2 separate regions of the Gossypium hirsutum genome follow, and region 1 is linked to region 2. The links are chromatin contacts, called in public Hi-C maps. All regions are on one chromosome and are shown on one strand. Each heading gives the region's core, a stretch centred on a gene start, on an enhancer-like site or on the middle of the called end of the contact. The rest is flanking DNA. Distances are from core to core; before and after follow the strand shown.

Region 1 (4,381 bases), core at 1,178-3,677, 150 kb after region 2:
GGTTATGTATTTATTTCATTAGAATTCTTAATAAATTAAGTTTTAGGAGATTTGTTTTAGGGTTGTTTGTTAATAAGAGACATAAGTTTAACGAGCTTCCTTTTGATTATCGAAAAAGTAAAGAGAGATTAATTGTTAGGCACTTGTTTTTTCTCAAATTTTGTACATCTATCAAATTTTGATATCGTTGTCGAGAATTAGTGTATTAATTTTTATTTCTTCTATGAGAGTAGTAATGACCATCCAAGGAAGGACTCTTAGATATTTAGTCATGCCATATTTGAATCAATACTCACTTTGCATCTAGCACCCAAAATAAGGTATCTTTTTAATTAAAAATACAGATAAATTTATTTGCTTATTTTTTGTGGTTTAGATAATGAGGATCCGTATAAGCACCTAAAGGAATTCTTGTTGGGAAATGTATTAATATTATAGTAAATATATAACTATTTTTTATTTATTTGAACGGTAAATAAATAAATAAATAAAATTAATTTCATATTTCACTATTACGCCCCTTTTGTATTTCTATCTTTTCTATTTTGCATGCATAGCGAAATTGTGACAAGCAAATATTAGCTCATTGATTGTCTAAATTCAAACTAAAGATAAGTGACATTGTAAGAATGTTTACATTGTAAGAAAGACAACTTATTTCAGTAAATAATCTAAATAAGTTTGTAATCCCGTAAAAGAATCGAAGTGACCATTTGATTCAAATACTAAGAAAGATTATTATGTCGTCTACAATTCCAATTGGGGAGATGGCTCGTCTTGGCTATCAGAACTATTGACTCCACGGGTAGAGACATAAATGTATTCATTGGTAGAATGATACATTTGACTGGACTCAAGATGAATTAATTATGAATCAATTTGTGAATTTATTCACTTGTGACGTTTATAGTATGATTTACCTAAATCTTGAGTTAGTCACCAACCATGTGTATGCAACTCATGTGTTTTGATATAAGTGGAGGCTTATACTCTAAAGATGATCGAGCCCATAATCAACATGTTGGGTACATGACTTATATGTGACACAGCTTTACTAACAATAGCAGAATTTATAGCTCAATTAATACTAAATTATGCCACATCTATAATAAAAAGTGAAAGAAATAATGTTATATATATTAAATAAATATATATATATAAATCTTATTTAACAATTGAGTCATAAATGAAGTGGTAAAGTACTTTCTATATAAATCCTTATCATTTTCAAGTTTCATCCCTAAATATTTTTATTTAAATATTTCATATAAAAATACTAAAATATTATTATAATAATAAATTTTTTAACCTAATTGATGTAAAACTCCTCGTATCAATAAAAATAAATATAAAATTCCCTGTTTCACAAAAACTTATCCTTGACATGGACCATCCAACTGCATTCATGCAGCACTAGTTCCAACAAAAATAAATTATCATGCAAGTAACTCACCAACTAACTTGTAGTGGATTTGATCATTAACCCAAATAAATTCTATGTTTGATTACTCAATCCAACTGTCCAACCAAATGATTTGTTACTAAAATTGTTTAAATATCACTCTCACGAAAAAGAATTGTATAAAATTGTGATTTTATGTTATTTCTATTCCTTTTCGATAGGAGAATAATAAATCAGATTTTTTCTTATAATTTTTAATTTTTTTTCTCTTGAAAAAATTCAAATTCAACTCAAAATACTAAAAATAAGGAGCAAAAATCTAATTTGTCATTGTACTATTAAAAAGGGATAGAGATGACGTGGAATCACAGTTTCATACTATCCTTTCCCCATTCTCACGTCGTATGGTTATTGCAATTTGGTGATTATATGCTTATTTTTTTAATATTATAATTCAATTTTAGCAAACCTTTGCATTTTCAAATGATTCCTTCTCTTCTATTTGCTGTCTCTGCAGCTTTATATTCTTGCCTTTGTTATTTTTCAGGCCAATCTGTCTAGTGATCTGCCCCTTTCTCTTTATATGATTCATTATTTTGCTTAATCCCCACTAACACAACTTTAATTGTTCTACCAATCGATACGTTAAAAATACTCTCTTTTTTTAAAAAAAAAATCTTATAATTTTTATTTTTAAAAAGAATTCAATATTTTATCTATATATTAATTTAAAATATTTTATCTAAATTTTAATTTAATATATTTTTAAATGAGTTTATATTTGATAGATTGACAATGTGTAACATTATACATCAATTATATTAAGATTTATCATCAATAAATTATTAAACATATATTTTTTAAATAATTAAAAATATGGAATATCATCTTGTAATTCATTAAGAAGTTATATTAGGTTAGTACATTAAATATAAATATTATATATATAAAATAATAATAGACTTTTTTGAGGAAAAAAAAAGATAAAACTTTAATTTTAAAAGATGAAAACGAGTTTTAAAATTGACCTAAATTAAGTTAAATTAGAATTCAAAATTGATCATGGAAGCAAGACAGCTCGAGCACAGATGCAACCTTAGCCGTTAAGTTTCACTCGAGAGGACACGCGTACAAATCTTAAAAAGTAATATGAAAAAGTAGAGATAGCCTTTTCAAAATCCACTATATAAAACAATAGCCAATGTCCCTTCCCTTCACTGCACCAACTCTTCGCCCTTCTGTAAATTTCCCTTCAAAGAAAAGAAGAAGAAAATACCAACAACTATCAGCTAACGATGAGTTATTACAATCAGCAACAGCCTCCTGTTGGCGTTCCTCCTTCTCAAGGTCTAGCTCTGATTTTTCACTTTCTTTTTTACATATTTATGGTTTTGCTGCATTATGATTGATTGATTGGATCTGGTTATCTGGTGGATCTGATCGAGAACCTTTTTTTTTTTTGTGATTGAGAACTGTACAGGTTATCCACCGGAAGGTTATCCTCCAAAGGATGCTTATCCACCACCGGGGTATCCCCCACAAGGATATCCTCAAGGTTATCCTCAACAGGGATACCCTCCGCAGGGATATCCACCTCAATATGCTCAGCCTCCTCCTCCTCAGCAAAAGCAGAGTTCCGGTGTCATAGAAGGCTGGTAAGTGCTCTCTTTCTCCATTCTATCCATATACGTATAGTTGTTTAAGATATAGTTTTTAAAAGTGATGGTTTAGTATCGTTGTACGAGTTTATCTACCGTATATGGTCAGATCTACTCATCTAAGGATAATTCTGATTTCTGCAAAATTCAACTGAGGGCGTGCTTTTCGGGATACAATAAAAAATCACAACAGCTCATCACGATTACCGATAAAAAGGGATAGGATTTTTTTAACGTGATAAGACTGTCAGTTAAGTGGTCAACATCCCGAAAACACCCCCATGCCTAGTTCTTTTATTTCTTTTCTCGACGGTTAGGGGGTATTTCTGTTATTTCAGATTTTCTTCAAACAACTTCCTCGGTGTTCTAGAAAAGGTTGTTGTCGTCTTGAAAATATTTTATGACTTCTTTTCCCTGAATATTTCAAGAGGCAATTCAAGACAAAACTTTCGACAAGTTTAAGGTTGTGATAGGTTAACGATAGATGTAATTTCATTATTAAAAAAATAATTTTAAAAAGGAAACACGAATTGATTCATAATAATTATATTAAAAATTTTATAAATATGAAAAAAAATTGTCATAATTTGTATTCCATAAATATTAAAATTGTAGTCGTATTTATATCAGATAATCGTCAACTCTAACGAGGATTACCTTGTCAAATGTTGGTGATGTTTGAAATTCTTTTGATTTAATAAGTTATATTGGTTGGCATTGCAGTTTGGCTGCTCTTTGCTGTTGCTGTCTTCTGGATGCTTGTTTTTGACGACCTTTTCTCCAATGGCAGCTTAGAAAAATATTGAATTTATAGGAGGAGAGTTGAATTCAATTACCATTTTCAAACTTCAATTTCAAATGTTCTTCTTTCTCTTCATCGCTTTTTTTCTTTTTAATAATTGAACCCTTCATTGGATTTGAACTCTTGTTGACATACACAGTAATATTAGGATCTTTTTTCTTTGTTCTATATATTTATGGATTTTTATTGTTTTTCATGGCCGGCTGATTGATTTTTACTGTTTTATACTTGGAAGCATATATAAAAAAGAAAAAATGAAAGGATTATTATGAAATGCTAACCAAAGAAAGGTTTTGGGATTCTTTTTCTGCAAATGATCTTCTATTTTCCTTCTCGTGGTGGCCAAGCACAACTGGACAGCCACTTATAGGCATTGGGTGGTGTCACTGCTGCAATCTAACTTTAGACCAATCCCATTCTCCTCGTTCAGTAAAACTGTAACATTTACGTAGACATTGAAATAATCCACGCAATGGTCCCTAGGGGCAGCCATTCATCCAACCAGAATTGAATCTTCTT
Region 2 (4,401 bases), core at 703-3,202:
AGGTTCAATTCATTATGATTGCTTTCCTGCTTTGATTTTGGAATGTCTCTTAGATATTGAATTTAGTTTAGCCAAATTGAGTTCATGGAAGTCAGACTGCTTCTCATATTGGTCTTAACCTGCTAAAAGCTATAGTAGCATATAATTTTTAGTCCTGCCATGCTTTGGGAAGCAATATAATTCCTTTTAGTGCTCATAAACATAAATGATATTTCATCAAATCTACAGGATTGGGCTGACATTGAGTTTGGAGTTTCTGAAGGTGTCGACTTCATTGCCCTCTCTTTCGTCAATGATGCTGATCCTGTTAGGCAGTTGAAGAACTATCTATACATGAGGTCATCCAGGTCAACATTTTCAAATATCATCTTGTCTATATATTTACAATGTGTCTGCATTTTTTTTTCACTTGTGTTAGTATCGAATAAGAAAAGTTGTAAAATTTATTTTTCAGACTAAAAGTAAAAAGGGTTTCTTCTATATGCTTCTCAAAGTTTATGAAAGTGAACTTTTCTGGGTGCAGATCCACAAGGGTATTGGCAAAGGTTGAGAGCTTGGAATCACTACAGAAATTGAAAGAGATTGTGGAGGCTTCCGATGGAATCATGGTGGCTCGTGGTGATCTTGGAGTTGAAATCCCTTATGAACAGATTCCGACAGTTCAAGAGGAAATAACTCGTGTTTGCCGAGAAATGAACAAGCCTGTTATTGTAGCTTCTCAACTTCTTGAATCGATGGTTGAATACCCTACTCCAACACGGGCCGAGGTAATATCATACTCCAGTTGATGTTACTGTTGGTATTTGCTTATAAAAGAAACATCATAGGTAACTGGTATTTTGGAGAAATTTCTTTGTAAATATATTCTTCTGCGGTGCCCATTTAGGTTGCAGATGTTTCTGAAGTAGTTAGGCAATATGCAGATGCCTTAATGTTATCTGGTGAGTCGGCTATCGGACCATATGGGCAGAAGGCACTTTCTATCTTGCAGATGGCTAGTAGTCGAATGGAACTATGGAGTCGGGAGGAAAACCGACAAAGTATTCTTCATCAGCGCCGGCTTGGTGTGTCATTGCCTGATCGCATTGCTGAGCAGATCTGCAATTGTGCTGTTGAAATGGGTATTTAATTTTATCTTCATTAGCCTTACTCGAACCATTTTATGCTGTTATGAAGTTAGACTCGTTTGCATATATGGTTCTTCATTAGACTTGTTTGAATTTAGGAAAGCTCTGATTCTAATCGTGCACAATCATTTTGTGCAGCTAATAATCTTGGAGTCGATGCCATCTTTGTGTACACGAAGCATGGACAAATGGCATCACTCCTCTCTCGTAACCGTCCATACCCTCCCATATTTGCATTCACAAGCGACAACGGCACCCGTATGGCTCTGAATCTTCAATGGGGAGTAATTCCCCTCCTTGTTGAACTGTCAGATGACGACATGGAAGCGAACATTTCAGCGACCATTGAGCTTATAAGAAGAAAAGGTATGTTGAAACCTGGAGATGTGGTTATGGTGGTCTCAGATTTAACGCCAACCCATATAAATTCCACCGCATTTCAATCCATCCAAGTGAAGACGGTTGTTTGAGGAAACTACATTGCTACTGTAGCTACATGTTGATCCTTTTGGCTTATGTTCATAAGTTTGTTTGCTTTCACATACGTTTTCCAGTTGCTATTCATTGTTATGATTCAATTTAAAATGTTTGGACTTTGATTTAAATCTGTGGATTTTGGATGCCTTAACTGAAATTGAAAATTTCCTACTCTCTTCTACTCACAGAATTAATTGTGATTTTATTAAAAAATCAATCTTCAATCAAGATCCGTCTCAAATTTCGATATTGATTACTTTTTGTCCTTTTCCTTTAAAAAAAAAGGAATTAAATTTAATCTGATATTTTATGTTTTTTTGATAGAATGGAGCAATGTGAAGGTGGGTGGGTGTGTGTGTGTGTGTGTGTGTGTGTGTGGGTGTGTGTGTGGGTCATAGCATAGGAGATAGGTGTTTACGATCATTTACAAACCACAATCCATAGCCACAAAGTCCAACTCTTTCTCCCGCGCATTTTAGTAACCCAAAGCCCTCCCGCTCTAATTTGCGCTCCATTGGTTTCGCTACCAAACAACCAGCTGCTTCTCCTTACTTCCTACGTACCTCCTTTCTCTCCACCGCCACACCTTAATTTCCATCAACCTCTTTGTAAAAAAGAAACTCCTTTCCCATTCTTTTGCTAGAAAAGCTGTTCAACTTCCTTTTATTTCTATTTTCTTTAGTTTAAAATTTTTAATATTTCCAATTTTTTTACAAAAAAAAATTATTTAAAGGTTTAATGCTGAGAAATAAAGGCAAATTGAAATGGTTTCTCTACAGATTCTGAACCCTGTCTTCTCTTCCATTTCGATTTCCCAATCAAGTTGTCCTGGAAAATCTGATTTCAGGAAGAAAATTCTCAACTTTAATAGCTGTAGAAGCTTCAGGTCCTTGCATAGGCAAAGATCTAGAATCTATTGTGCTACTCAAGAAGGTGACAACAAAAGCAATGGTATGTTCCTCAATTTCTAAACCTTTACTCTCTCTTTTTTTTTTTATTTAGAGAAAATTGAAACTAAGCCGAGTTAAGCCCTTCACAAAGAAATTGAAAGCTTTGAGGAAACTAACGAAGAATACATTCAAAAAAAGATGAACATAAATAATTCACGGGGGTTTGAAATTTGTTTGAAGTGGGTGCTTCAATATCTTTACGTGCTCATAAGTTGGGGTGTGGTGTTTTTGTAATAGGGGAAGAGCCTCCTGAGTCGCTGTTTATGAAGGAGTTGAAAAGGAGGGGGATGACGCCCACTTCACTGCTGGAGGATGCCAAAAGATCCAATTATGAATTGAACGAGGATATGAAAATAGGGAAAGAAATGGGGAGTTCCACTACAAGGAATGCTGTCTCAACTGAATACGAGAAAAGCTTATCTAATCAAAGGGAGCGATCCATGGAATTGAACAGTGAAGGCCTTGAGGTTCGCTGAATTTTTATTAATGATTTTGCGTTGTCTGCACTGATAACCCTCTTGCATTTTCATTGCCTTACAGGATCTTCATGAGTATCTTTTTTAAAGATTTTCTTTCTTGCACACTAATATGGTTCATCTTGCTAATGTGATTTGACTACATAAATTGTAAATTTACCACAATTATATACATTCTGAATTGGAATGGTAGCTAGATTTTCAGAGTTTTGAGGAAAAACGAGAACCTGACTTCACTACATTTTCAGTGTTTTTATTTGGTCAAAAGAAGCCGTGGTCAAGGATAACAAAAGGGATTGTGGGTGCTGAGGGTTGAAGTTAGATATGCTAGATGCTAGCTTTTACGGGTGACTTCATGAACTAACTAACCTAAGCCTCGGGTTCTTCACAGTTCCGGTGTTGTAATTGCTTATTAAACATTTAGAAAAAGTGACCAATTTTCTCTTATGTTCCTTTGGGGATTGTTGTAGAACCAAAAACAACTTTATTTACTCATGTGCTGTTTAGTTGAGCAATTTTGCTGTTGACCCAGTTTTATTTTAATTTCTTTATATAAACTGTCAAAACATGAACTTCTGTTTTCTTTGTTCAGGGGCTAGTTCCGCGGGCTAAACTGTTGCTAACACTTGGAGGAACTTTCTTCCTTGCCTTTTGGCCTTTGATCCTTTTAACTATCGCATTCTTTTCCGCCCTCTACCTTGTAAGCTCCCTTTCTTTCACTCTTGGATTTTGCTATCATTAAAGAATATAGCAGTGGTTCCAGTGGGCTTAGAGGAAAAAACCATTCTTAAATCTCTCATATTGTATTTTCCATTGTTTTAATCTAAGGTTGGAAATTTTTGTATACACTATCTCCATGTTTATTTGACCAGCTTATATTATTGCATTGATTAGTATCATGGACTCTTCTCATTACCCTCAAGAATCACCTTGTTCTTCATTGTCTCTTCCTTTAAAAGTTTGGTTATACTTTTGGTTTGTCGTATCTCTCTTATATGCTAAAGCCTTGCTACTTCTTTTGCGGATTTGCATTTGAAGTGTTGCCGATGCTCTTCGTCTGGATTTTGCTTGTTATGAAGGCTATATACTGATACTTTTGCCTTGTGCAGTATTTTGGACCATCATTCATTCATTACGGAAATAAGACATCAATTTCCCTGCCGCAATACATCGACCCTTACGAACTTCTGGAAGATGAAAGGATTTCTGAAACAGCCCCTCGTTTAAATTGAAGAACAACAACATACAGGAAAGTTCCTCGGACTTAAAAGATTACAGGTTTATGTAGCATATTTCTTTCACCTCCTGTAATTTTGTTGTCTTTGTAAAATCCTCGTATATTGGTAGGATCTTTTCACTCCAATTGAAAGC

Evidence for each region. A called contact is a pair of places that touch in the nucleus more often than the background predicts.
Region 1: a contact with region 2 is called in a Hi-C map of leaf, with 2.9 times the contacts expected there. The contact joins the promoter of LOC107938488 here to the promoter of LOC107947399 in region 2. A contact is called at or near these places in 3 of 34 Hi-C or Micro-C datasets (anther and leaf).

What each region holds. Positions count from the first base shown.
Region 1 is chrA12:2,603,461-2,607,841 of Gossypium_hirsutum_v2.1, forward strand. LOC107938488 (cysteine-rich and transmembrane domain-containing protein WIH2) reads left to right here and starts at 2,428. Exons shown (of 3, transcript XM_016871664.2): 1 at 2,428-2,749; 2 at 2,883-3,057; 3 at 3,784-4,058. The coding sequence starts at 2,698. The coding sequence ends at 3,829.
Region 2 is chrA12:2,457,576-2,461,976 of Gossypium_hirsutum_v2.1, forward strand. LOC107947399 reads left to right here and starts at 1,953. Exons shown (of 4, transcript XM_041082468.1): 1 at 1,953-2,555; 2 at 2,792-3,021; 3 at 3,623-3,730; 4 at 4,140-4,401. The coding sequence starts at 2,369. The coding sequence ends at 4,262. It overlaps LOC107947398 (pyruvate kinase isozyme A, chloroplastic), which reads left to right. Exons shown (of 7, transcript XM_016882064.2): 3 at 1-2; 4 at 229-347; 5 at 524-767; 6 at 887-1,121; 7 at 1,266-1,732. The coding sequence ends at 1,597.